Linked DNA regions of Mus musculus: region 2 is linked to region 1. A link is a contact called in public Hi-C data. All regions are on one chromosome and are shown on one strand. Each heading gives the region's core, a stretch centred on a gene start, on an enhancer-like site or on the middle of the called end of the contact. The rest is flanking DNA. Distances are from core to core; before and after follow the strand shown. Region 1 holds the start of Tapt1 (transmembrane anterior posterior transformation 1). Region 2 holds the start of Stim2 (stromal interaction molecule 2).

Region 1 (6,304 bases), core at 181-2,680:
GTAGTGAAACCTGGTCGCATCTATTTGCTTGCCCTAGTCAAGTCTAAGTGAACAAGCGGCTGAGAGATTGAAGACTTTGGTTTACTTAGGTATTGCCAATTTAGAAAGCAAACATTCCTGCAAGCAAGTGTTTAACTGACAACTAAACCAAATAGAAAATAAAGGGGGAAAAAAAAAACCAAACAAACAAGGCACACAGCTGGTGCCTGAGTTTTCAAAGATATGGAGACTGATGCAAAACTCTATGTCCAATTCTGAGAATTAGCAAGTCTATCAGGATCTATCCACCAGTCTTACAGACTTTTAGGACTCCTATAATTTCAATACCCATAGTGAATGGAGTCAACCTTATAACTTGAACGAGTATTTATATAAGCTGCAGGACCTTATTCCACTGCATTAGCTCAGAATAAGTTGGAAGAAATGTCATCAAGTTGCTGTCCAAGATCTTGGATCTACGATGCAAGAATTAAAATGCAATCACTATTATACCCAATGAAACGGCCAAGCCAAAACTTTCCCTTTTGCTTCCGGGCTTAATAGAACGCTTCAGTGTAAATACCAAAGCTGTTAAAAGTTCTTAATAAGATCCTTGAACACAGGGGATTGTAATATTTTAACAGTATGCTTCAGAGCTTATGGACAGTAGGGCTTAAAAGTGGTACGTATTTTCTTGTGTGACAAACTGTTTCTTCTGGCTTAAGTTTTAGTTTAGGAAAACTCCACATGTAACATTTTAAGGGGTGCCGCACATTTCTGTTTGAGAGAAAACTGCTGAACTTCACGGTCACGACCACACTGTCAGCTGAGTCTACGAAAAATGGATTCGGCGGGCAAGTTAACAGGTTTCCGAGACTCAACTTCGCATAAAACCATAGGGGGAAGAGTCACCTCGGCATTGACATCGCCTAGAAAGCCCTGCGTTTCCCATTTTTGACCTCCTTCGGATGTGGGAGATGCCTGTCACTGTTGAGGCCGGTCGCGAACTCTCGGGGACCGGGGACCGACGATCTCCCGGGCGCACCTGGCTCGGGGATGGCTGCGGGAACGTCGGGCCGCGCGCACTAGCCGCCGGGGTAGCTGTCACCGGCCGTGGGGACATGGGAGCCACCGGAGCCGCGGCCGCTCCGCGCGCAGAGGGAAGGCGCTGGCGTCCCCGCCACCACAGCCCGGTCGGCCCCTCGGTAGCCCGCCGCGGCCTAGTGCCGCCCGCCCGCCCGCTCGCTCGCTCGCCTCACCTGCGCGGCCGCGGCGCTTCTCCCGCCGCCGGTCGCTCTCGTAGAAGCCCAGCGTCTCGGTGTGTTGGGGCGCGGGCCCATGGCCGCCACCACCCGGCTGCTCCGCCTCGCCGCGGCCGGTCCGCTCGGGGCCGTCCGCGCCGCCACCGCCGCCTTCTCCCGGGGCGGCCGCGTCGCAGACGCCCGCCATGTTCCGAGAGCCACACACTGTCCCCGCCACCTCCCTCCAGCCGCCCGCCCGGCCTCCGCCTCCCGCCGGCCCCCTCGCCGCCTCGCCCCGCCCCTCGCCCGGGCAGCCGCCATCCGTAGCCCGCCGGCCGGCGCGCGCCATTGGCGTCAGCGGCGCGTGGGAGGCCGCGGTGGCCGCCGCCACGGCCGCCGCCATCTTCTTCCTGCCGTCGCCGTGGCGCGCGGCGGGCTCTGCGGACCGGGGCGCCGCGCCGGGCTCCATGCCGCCGGGTCGCGCGGTGGGGGACGGTGGGCGGCAGCGGGGCTCGGCGTGGTTGTCCGCGCGGCCGGAGCCCCTTGTGCCCGTGCGGTGGCCGGAGTGCGCCGGCGCGACCCGCCTGGCCTTGGCTGCACGGCGACTGGGGCCGGGCTCCAGCTCTGTGGCTCCCGCCGGCGCCGACCCGGTGGCTCTGCTGTCTTGGCTGCATCTCTCCTGCATATTTATGATCGTCTGTCACATTCCCTGTCCGTGGACAGTGTCCAAAGCCTAGCTCGGGGGAGCGTGCCAACAGGTGGGGGACTCGGCCCGACGGGCAAAGTGCTCGATGCGCCTAAAGCGCCGGGGACATTCTGGGTTGCCTTTCGGGAATAGGGTTATGTGACTGCGGGTGGCAGCCAAGGCGGCCTGGTTCTGTCAGATTGTCACCGCTTGCCGTGAGACTTGTGACCCTTACCCCCTCACTGGTAGTCACGGATAGCCGCGCTGAGACCAACGGATGCTCGCTGGGTGCAAATGAATCCGCCTCAGCCTTGGAAGACCTTCACCTGGGATTCCTACATTCTTGCTGTGCGCTCCTGTAACGCACGCGGTGGCCCCTGGATTGCCTTCATGCCCACTTCGGAATTAACCTGCATTGTGGCAACTTTTTAAATGAGTAGAAGCATAGCAAATACCTCTTCACTCTCTAAACTGCCCTACACTTAAGCCGAGAAGCGATGGAGCAGGCCTAGAACATCCAGGAGAGCCTTAGAGATGGAAAGCTAGATACCCGATTGCAAACTCCGCAACTTTTCTGTACTGTACTGCAGCAAGGCCATTTGACAGTAGGGCGGGATGAAGGGATAGGAGGGTTAAAGAGGAACTTGCAAAGTCCAAGAAATCCCAATCCCAATTCAATGTAAACTTTACATTGTGGAAAACCAAACACTGCAGAGAATATTATTTAAAGTCAGTTTGGTTTTATTTGGTAAAACTGGATCTTAAAAACAGTGCCCTTGACAAAGCTCCAGCATCATGAAAATCAAAAGACACAGAGTTTTATATACTGTAAGGTTTCCTCCAACCTAAGTTTATTATCTGTGTTCCAAATCTTAAATAGTCAAAGAAGGGAGAGGGGCCCTGTCAGGGTTGCTATTTAAAAACTCCTGTTTTAAAATGATATTGCTAGAAACCTAAGACTATGTCTTTCCTTTATAAAGATTATATTTGGTTGCTATTTATATGTTCCTCAGAGATTTTCCTGGTTCGATACTATCAAACCCCAAAATAAGGAAGCATCCAGAAAGCTTGAAGTTAGGTTACAAATAACCTTAAGATGCAAACACCTTACATAGTACAGAACGTTTAGTTTTGTGACTTTGGCATGGATATATTATAGGGCAAAAGGGTACTATTTCTCTTTTGTGACAAGCTGGAATACTTTATGATGTTTTTAGTTTGCCACTATTAAGTGAATTAATCTCTTGATAGCACATGCAGCATATCTTTTAACCCTAGGTTGTTTGAAATGAGTGCCTCTCACTTTTCTTGAGTAAAAACAAAAACAAAATAAACAAAAACTCTAATGAAAACATCCGTCATTGTGGAAAGACCTGGACTCTCTGACTTTCAGTGTTTGACCAAATGAGCAGAGGTGAGCCTCTTTCTGCTCTATTTCCCCTACCATGAAATCACATTTGGGCCAGACTGCAAGGACCTCTTAAACCATCACAACTATGCCAAAGTGTATGCATTCCCCATTTTAGATCCTTGTGCAATGTAGTTTAAAAAGCTAGATTAGCCTGTTGATATTATCAAGATTTATAGGAAATGTATGAAATCCTTAACTAGAGTCACTTTGTACCTGGTCTAAAACTTGAAAAAAAGAAATGAAAGCACAATAACTGTACTGATAACACATCAAAGATTTCCATAGCTCTATGTGCCCTCTTTCTTTTCTCTGCACTCCTTTATTTGTTGATGTGGGAGAACTAACTGGTGGATGTAGGCTGGACTTCTGGGCTCTAAGCTGTGGTTTGCTACTCCAGCCTCAGGTTCTCCAGGAGCAAGCAAGCTTCTAAGATTATTCCAGTGAGTGTTCCAAAGGACACTACTCCCCGGTGTTATTTGAGGGTGGCTGAAATGTTAGGACTGGAAGAGATGGCTGGAGTGTGTTTCAGTCATGTAGCTGCAGAGGCAGAAGTCACATGGCTAGTGAAGCCCGTGGGACTCCACCAGAAATCTGCTCTGACGATGCATGGCTTCTGTTTCGGGCAACATGGAAGTCAGTATTTCCTTCTGAAGCTGTAGCCCTGAGTTTAATTCATTTGCTGTTTTATCTTCAGAGAAAAAGTTGTATATTTCTTGGTGGTGATGATACTTTTTTTTTAAAGATTTATTTTATGTGGATATGGGTGTTTTGCCTGTGTGCATGTATGTGTGGTATGTGCCTGGAGCCCAGAAGAGGACATTGGATCCCCTAAAACGAGAATTAACAGATGGTTGTAAGCTATTATGTGGGTGCTAGAAACTGAACCCAGGATTTCTGCAAGAGTTTTTCACTGCTGAGCCACCTCTCCTGCTTTTGAATGTTTGTTTGTTTTGGAGGTAAAGTTTCACTTAGGCCAGATTGGCCTTAAACTCAATGATCCTCCAACCTCATCCTCCCAAGTGCTGGTATTATAGATACGCTTAAGAGTTGAGGCCTTTTTTAAAAAATCTAAACAGCTTCACTGTAAGGTTAGAAATAAAAATATACTATTGTGTCTATAGTAAGGCTTGCAGCGAATTGGTGGGGGTTCATTGTATTTCTGGGCTTCAGTAGTGTCTTCTACCTTTGCCAATCTTTTCTCCCCCTATAACTGAGTCTCATGGTGTTTTATCCTCTCTGGGTTTGCTCCATAGAAATTAACTTTGTTTATTTTTAGAAGAAATAACCCCACTGAATATGCCTTTGATTGTAATATGCCCATTTCAACTTAACAGTAACCAGCAAAATCTTATTCCTATGTATTTGCTCAGCATGAGGATATTTGACTGAGATCACAGTAATTCAAACTCTGAAAATTATACGAAACATTCTGTTCTAATAATCCTTTGCTAAAAGAGATATTTGGACAAAGATAGTGAGTTCTGAAAGGTAGGCTTTGCTTATTTACTTATTTACTTACTTGAGGTAGGGTTTGTCTGTATAGCCCTGGCTGTCTTGGAACATTTTCCGTAGACCAGGCTGGTCTTGAACTCAAAGATCTGCCTGCCTTCCTTGAGTGCTGGACTTAGGACATGATGGCATGTATCGCCATCACCGCATGGCAGGTTCTGCTTATGTGACAAAAGTGTGAACATAATTCATATTCTGTTAGTTAACAGTATTTTCAGCTTACCATCAGATATATTGATTCCATATAGGCATTTAAGTTTCTGGAAAATTCTAAAATACTGATGAAAGGGACCTAGGAAATGACTTACCAGTTCCTCATTCTAAATTTTTCTCTTTGAGGTGAAAAGGTATTTCTCATCACAATTGAAAAAAAAATAATGTCACATTTAGAACTATTTTTTAATCACCTAATTAACATTTATGCTTATGGGAGAAACTCATATCTTCCCTTATATTTATTGCTATTTCTTTTTTTAAAAAAATATTTATTTATTTTATGTATATGAGTACACAGTCACTGTCTTCAGACACACCAGAAGAGGGCATCAGATCCCATTACAGATGATTGTGAGCCAGTATGTGATTGCTGGGAACTGAACTCGGGACCTCTGGAAGAGCAGCCAGTGCACCTTAACCGCTAAGCCATCTCTCCAGCCTTTTTTGCTATTTCTTAACATTCTCTTTATTTCTACCAAGCATACGTTAAGATTCAGAAGGTAGACAGATCTTAAGGTCTCCCAGTCCCTGTTGCTAGCCTTACGGGTGCTTTGTTCCTCTGTTCCTCCGTGGTGAACTGTTTATTGCTGGGCTGGGCTGCTCATCAAGCGGTAGTTGGTAATAGTGAGCTTTGTACACTATTTGGATAAATAGTTTACCTTTTCCTAGTGTTTCTAATTGAAGTTCCATGGGTTTGGTAACTAAGTATTTGTTTTCTTCTCCCTCTTTTAAAGTTCTCTGGGCTGTGATCCTGCTCCTGTACCTGGGTCTCTCATTCTGCTCAGTCCTCAGTTTGTCCTGTATTCTATCCATTGCCCCTGGCTTCTGAGGTACTGAAAGGGACTGTGCTCTCTAGCTAAGACCTAGGTAACCCAACTGTTTACCTACCACTTCTCCCTTGGTTATAACAAAGCATTAGAAATACATAATAAAATTACAAATTCTCAAAACAATCCTTTTGGTTTGTGCCTTTCTGGTTTTAGAGATCCATCTGATCTCCAATTGTCCTTTTACAGGCATGTGTTTTAGCTGACAAATGGTTTTCTCAAAACAACCCCTGGTGTGTGTGTGTGTGTGTGTGTGTGTGTGTGAGTGAAAGTGGGCAAAATAGTTGTTTGAGACTAGAACAGAGGTTGGGATTTCCAGTTCTGGCTCTCCCTTTCCAGGATTGAGCTTGTATTGGTAAAATGCTCCTGCTCTTTCTTGACATTTCTTGTTCTGGTCCACTTTCAAATAACTAACCACTTGCCTCCCTTTCATATT
Region 2 (5,675 bases), core at 2,364-4,863, 9.8 Mb after region 1:
CAGAGAAAGATGCACAGGTTTTCGCACCCTCAGTAAACTGGGTGAGGCATAACCTTTTCATACTGGATTGAGGTAGCAAGTGGCTTACAAGTGAACAACTTTCACTACTCTTCCGCCCCCCCCCCCTCACCCCCGGCCCCAGCCCTTTTAGTGCTTTAATGTACTCCACGACTTGAAGACTATACTCATATTTGCTAACTTTCATTGCTTCTACCTTGAAACCCTATTAGCTGTTATTACTTTGAGTATTTCAAAGTTCTCAGGACCTTAATTTCCTGGGAAGCTATGAAAGTGGTCCAGTTCATAACCCGGTTTCCCCAAAGAGGACTCTTTCTTGCATTTCCCCAGAAGCTATCTAAGAAGGGCAAGCAAAGAGCAGTTGTCCACGGTGCTCCTCTACCCTGATGTGGCAAGAACCCCCCACTCCTTGGGGTCACAGTCAGGCTGGGGAAGCTGTGGGCAGGCGCGACCTCAGTCGGAATTCCCCTGGGTGATACTTTCATCCCGCCTCACGCCCACAGCGCTCCCTCCTAGAGCTACTGCGCCCGCCCACGCGGTGATGTCATCACCCGGGTGTCGGGCGCGCGCGGACGGTCCGCCCACGGAACCCGGGCGCGCTCTGTGCCAGAGTCGCGCACCTGTGGCGGCCGCCAGAGTCCGTGGGCATGCGCGCTGCTACGGGGAGGCTCCTGAGCTCGCAAGCGGAGATCCGGTTCTCCTAGTTGGAACCTGAGGCAGGCTGTGTGGGCCGTGGGGGAGCAAGGATAGAGGATGGTGAGGGTTTGCTCCAGAGATGGGGAGGAGCCAGTGCAGTTCTTTTGCTTTGGGTGTGCACTGAGAGTTGGGTTCATCTGCAGAATCGAAAAGCCTAGGCAAAGTGAGATGCGTTTAATCCTAACCTAGGAGCACCTTTAGCATACACGCCCAGAGCCTGAGGCCAGAGTCACTAAGTACAAAGCACCTGGGTGCCAGGGACCCAGGGAAGGCTTTCTTTGTTACTATTTTTTCCACTCCACCAATAATTCTGTGGTGCAGGTATAATTGGGTTCCTAATTAACTTGCCTACGCGTCACACAGAAGAGCCGGAGTTGAGGTTTCTACGAGGTTGGTCTGATAACAAAGTTCAAAGCTGCCCATCAGACACGAAGTCAAGACTGTGTTAAAATAAGACCGAGAACACATTCTGAAGATACACGGCAAGTTGTGAGGTTTGGACTTTAAAGGAGGGGGCTGGGCTGTAGGAGTAGGGTGGCCAACAAGGGAAAGGGGTTCCAGGAAGATTTTGATGGAATTTGGCAAGAGAAGCACCAGGCAGGAAGCTCTAGGTTACCAGGGAAAGGAAAGGGAACCTGGGCAGAGGACGTGATTATCACCGCCTCAAGTCTTGTGTTTATGTGTACACTTTGCAAGTGTAATTCTCGATCTAATTCTACGGATGGGTTTTTTTTTTTTTTTTTTCAAAGTAATGGACTTGCTCTTGCCTGTTCCCTAGGCCTATGCTATGATGCACCGGAACAATGTGCCCCTGAGTAACAGTGTGCACCACGGCTGCGCAGCCAGAAACATCGGTACCCATAAAACAGATCTATAAAATAGAGGGTTTATTCTAGCCCGTGTCTATCTGAGAGAGGCCGCTATGGTGAATGCTGGTTCCTTACCTGTGGTCCCACTAGAGAGAAATAAACATTTATGATTCCAAATCCATTATCGGGTCTCAGTGTGCCCTGTGTTTGAAAGAAATCGTATGCCATCTTTGTTTAAAGAAGCTCGGGCCCAGTGGATTGCTAGTTTTTCCTGGTTTTATATTGTTATTGCTGTAACATAGTTTGTACTACCCACGTTAGGAACTAATTCCGAGTCAGAACCGTGTAAGAATCTATAAGGTAATAGACAAAAATTGTATCTCCTGTCCAAGATGGTAAAGTTCCCTAGGAAAGGACTGTTAGCAATTTTAGAGCTTCAAGTTCTGACTTATTTGACATTTCCAAGTGTTTCTTAGTCTGCTGAATATAATACCCCACCGTATAATACTTTGCTCGGCGTATATGAGATGTTCAGTAAATACTGATGAATTAAATGATGCCTCCTGTAGAGTAGGAAAGGAACTTATTTACTTCCTGGTTATCCGGTGCCTAGCAGTTCTGTCTACTCAGCAAACACAAGGCTTCACTGCCTTTCAGCAAGCAAAATAGAAACTTACTGTTGCCCGGTAAGGAACGGCCCCACCCTCCAACATAATGCCCCTAAGAAGTATGTCAAGAAATAATTGTGGTTGATTAGCCTTGTTATTATTCCTGATTCTTTTCTGCAGTGTGCATCTTCCTCTTCCACTACCCGACATTCTTTTGGTCAAGCTTCCTAAGGAATTGTTATGTATTTGACTTCTTGACTTCTGGAACAAACTGATCTAAACTGCAAGCCAACAACAAAATCCAACAGTAGTCAGACCTATGTTCTTAACAATCCTAGCTTCGAGTTCTTAAATATGTGTGTGTGTTCAACACCTCCTTTTACATTTCAAAGGTTTTCTGAAGAAATGCTTTGATATGGGTCTCTGAGGTATGTAGCTTGCCTCTGAGTGCCATTTACCTGGGTCACATCCTGAGGACTCCTACCACAATTGAAACAAAATAAAAAAACAGCCAACAACAATAACAACAACATAGTCCCATTGCAATGGTAGCATCTACTTGAAGAAATAGATTCCGGTTCTTTTCCCCTTTTAGATCAATTGGATCTGGAGCAGAATTGCAAGAGCATCCACAAAACTGCTTCATTGCAGATAAGCAAAATGGTCAAGTCTATGTTGTAGTTGGGGCAACCTGTTCAGCTGGCAGTCTATAGAAGTGGTGGTTTGGCAGATGAGTGGCAGTGACTGCCTTCAGTGTCAGCATGGAAAATAGTAAGAAGCTAGAGCACATTATTCGAACATTTCCATTCAGTAGTTGATAAATCGGGCCATGTCCATTTATTAGCTATGGGCCGGTGGGTTGGTTAAGCTATTTTAACATTTCAGCGCTTGGGTTTCGTCACATGTAAAATGGCGATGAGATTGAGTTACACTATGCCACTGTAAATTGCTTAGAGAAATTCCTAGCACTCTGGCACAAGGTATGCGCTTTGCCAAATGTTTGTCAAGTAAATACAAAGCTAGGCTGGGTTTCCCTCCGCTTCTACAAAGCTGGCAACCGGTAACCCCCACCAACATCCAAGTTAGGGGAGGCCGCTGTTTCCCACTGCAAGGTTTTTTTTGACCCACGGGGTTAAAGCACTCAGAGGATCTGCGACGTCGATACGCTTTATCCAGGTCTCCAGGCTGCCCATCATCAGATCACGGCGTGGGCGAGACTCACTCCTTCCTCCCGCTCAGCTTCTCTGGCTCCTGAAGCACAGCCTGGGCGGCTGTCCCACGCCCCGCCTATCGGTCTGGGAACGCCCCTAGGGGCGGGGCCCACGACCACGCACGCGCAGTGCCGCGGCGTTGCGCCTGCGCCGTGGCGGGGCTGAGGGAGGCGGGGGATTGGTATGAGAGCGAGTGTGTGAGGGGAGGGAGGTGGCCCGGCCGAGCGTGGTACTACGGCGGGCGCGGGCCGGAGGGGGCGGGGGGATGCGCCGCGGCGGCGGCGCGGGCGCTGGGCTGGGGCTTGGCCGCGCCAGAGCAGCGGATCCCGGTGTCGCCGCGGCAGCTGCGCGGGTGTCGCGCTGGGTCGGAAGACGCCGTACCACTGCGCTCCCCCACTTTTTTTTTTTTTTTTTTTTTTAAATAACCGGAACCAATGAACGCGGCGGCGAGCCGAGCTTCGCGGGCCGCCGGTGAAGGGAGCGGGTCAGCACCCGGCGGGAGTCCGCTTCCGAGGCGGCCGGGCCCCGGGCAGCTGGCGGTGAGCGAGTGGCCGGCGGCTCCTGTGAGCGCTCCTCCCGCCGTGGCACCGGGCCGGGCCTCGGGCCGCCCTCTCCGGCGGCGCTGGGCAGCAATGCTGCTCTTCGGGTTGTTGGTGGCCGGCGTGGCGGACGGATGCGATCTGGTGCCCCGGCACCTCCGCGGGCGGCGCGCGTCGGGATCGGCCGGAGCGGCGGCGTCTCCTTCGGCTGCGGCTGCGGGCGAGCGCCAGGCGCTGCTGACAGGTGAGGCCCGTGCGGGCGACGGGCAGGCTTGGCGGGACTCCCGGCAGGACCCCATCCCCCGAGAGGGCGCCTAGCGGTTGCCTTGGCGCCGGTCGTCGCACTTCGGACGCCTTCCTAGTCCACCGACTGGCGCCTCTACTGTGCTTTCTTCGCCCTTAGTGGGCTCCTGCGAGCTTCCCAGCTGAGCAATGCAGTGGTTTCTCTTTCGTGCTGCCGAAGGGACCAGTGGGGTCTGTAGGGGACTGGGCTCATTTCCCCTCTTCCCAAAGCCGCCAAAGAAAGTAGGCGGCGGCAGCAGCAGCAGCAATGCGGTATGGAGTTGGCCCCTGTTGCCTTTGCAAAGGCGGCTGGCAGCTTCTTACCGATCGAGAGCCGGGCTGAGCGCCCTGTCCCAGGGGAAGCTGCTGAAGAGATTCTTTGAGAGCCACAGCACCTAGTGGCACTAGTGGTTCTGTGTTAGTATGAAGAAACGTCAAAGTCTGGTGTGTTTTTGTGGGGGTACGAGGACGCTTTAAGGGATGGAAAGTATATGCTGTTTGAGAGCATCACTGGGTGACAAAGGGTGCAGAAAGCGCAGCAGGTAACCAGAAACACACCTACAATTTACCAAGTGCAGGATATTTGTGACGTGGATTTGGGCAGCATAGTTCTGATGGAGTGCACCAGTACCTTTTTTAAACACAGAACGTTCTAGCACTTACTGAAAACTTGCAAATATGTTTGGTAAGGTTAAGTAGAAAATTGTATGCTTTTACAGCCTTCGTTGTCTTATATAACTGATCTGGTGTGGTTTAAGCAGTGATGTAAAGGTCCTGAAATGATTTCCTGGGGCACAGTGCTGGAGGTAGAGTAACTTATTTTTCTTGCTGCTGTGTTTATTTTTAAGGTAGATCTCTAGGTTTTCTGGAAGAACAGCAGGATTAAAGAGGAATAAGATGATTCACTGTTAATTTAACTGCAGTGGTAGCCCAACAGGCGTCTGGGAGTTACTAACAGCTGCTCAGCAAAGTGTTCAGGAGTCTTTAGATCATAGCAGCTTTCCTCTGAGTTCTGTGACAGGCTATTTCCTGTTGCAGACAGAAGAAGGATGTCGGTAAGCATTGTCAGGCACTTTGAGAGTTGGAGGGTATAGAGCATAATGATTAGCATACTCAAGGTACTCAAAAAACTTACCAGATCCTGGTCAGTTGAACCAGGCAAGTCATCACTGGTTGCCTTGGATAAAGGATTATAGAATGATCTTTAGGGACGTAGTATGTAGGGAGGGATATATTGGGTGGTTTCATGCTCAAATAGTTATTTTCTAACAAAAATATGGCAAGTGTGGAAGGGAACAGTGTTAAACTAGTTAAAACCTACACTAGAGTGTAGGTTGAGGGCTTATTGTCTCCCCTAGGAGTGGAACGTTAGCTTCTAAATGGTATAGTAGTGTGGGTCCCCCCACCTCTTTGGCAGAAATGTTTGATTACATAATGCCTTAACAAATGTGATTGACAGAGAGGCAAGTGATCTAGAACTTTGGTGTTTATTGACTCTTCAAGCAAGTATGT

What was found. Hi-C and Micro-C count contacts between places; a contact is called where the count stands out from the background.
Region 2: a Hi-C map of CD8 T cells shows a contact between it and region 1, with 4 times the contacts expected there. The contact joins the promoter of Stim2 here to the promoter of Tapt1 in region 1. A contact is called at or near these places in 2 of 484 Hi-C or Micro-C datasets (CD4 T cells and CD8 T cells).

Annotation. Positions count from the first base shown.
Region 1 is chr5:44,225,176-44,231,479 of GRCm38.p6, forward strand. Tapt1 (transmembrane anterior posterior transformation 1) reads right to left here and starts at 1,431. Exons shown (of 14, transcript NM_173764.3): 1 at 1,239-1,431. The coding sequence starts at 1,428. It overlaps Gm35959 (a long non-coding RNA gene), which reads left to right and starts at 5,988. Exons shown (of 2, transcript XR_376934.4): 1 at 5,988-6,304.
Region 2 is chr5:53,994,910-54,000,584 of GRCm38.p6, forward strand. Stim2 (stromal interaction molecule 2) reads left to right here and starts at 3,614. Exons shown (of 12, transcript NM_001081103.2): 1 at 3,614-4,125. The coding sequence starts at 3,975. It overlaps Gm30601 (a long non-coding RNA gene), which reads left to right and starts at 342. Exons shown (of 2, transcript XR_376962.2): 1 at 342-1,208; 2 at 1,493-1,704.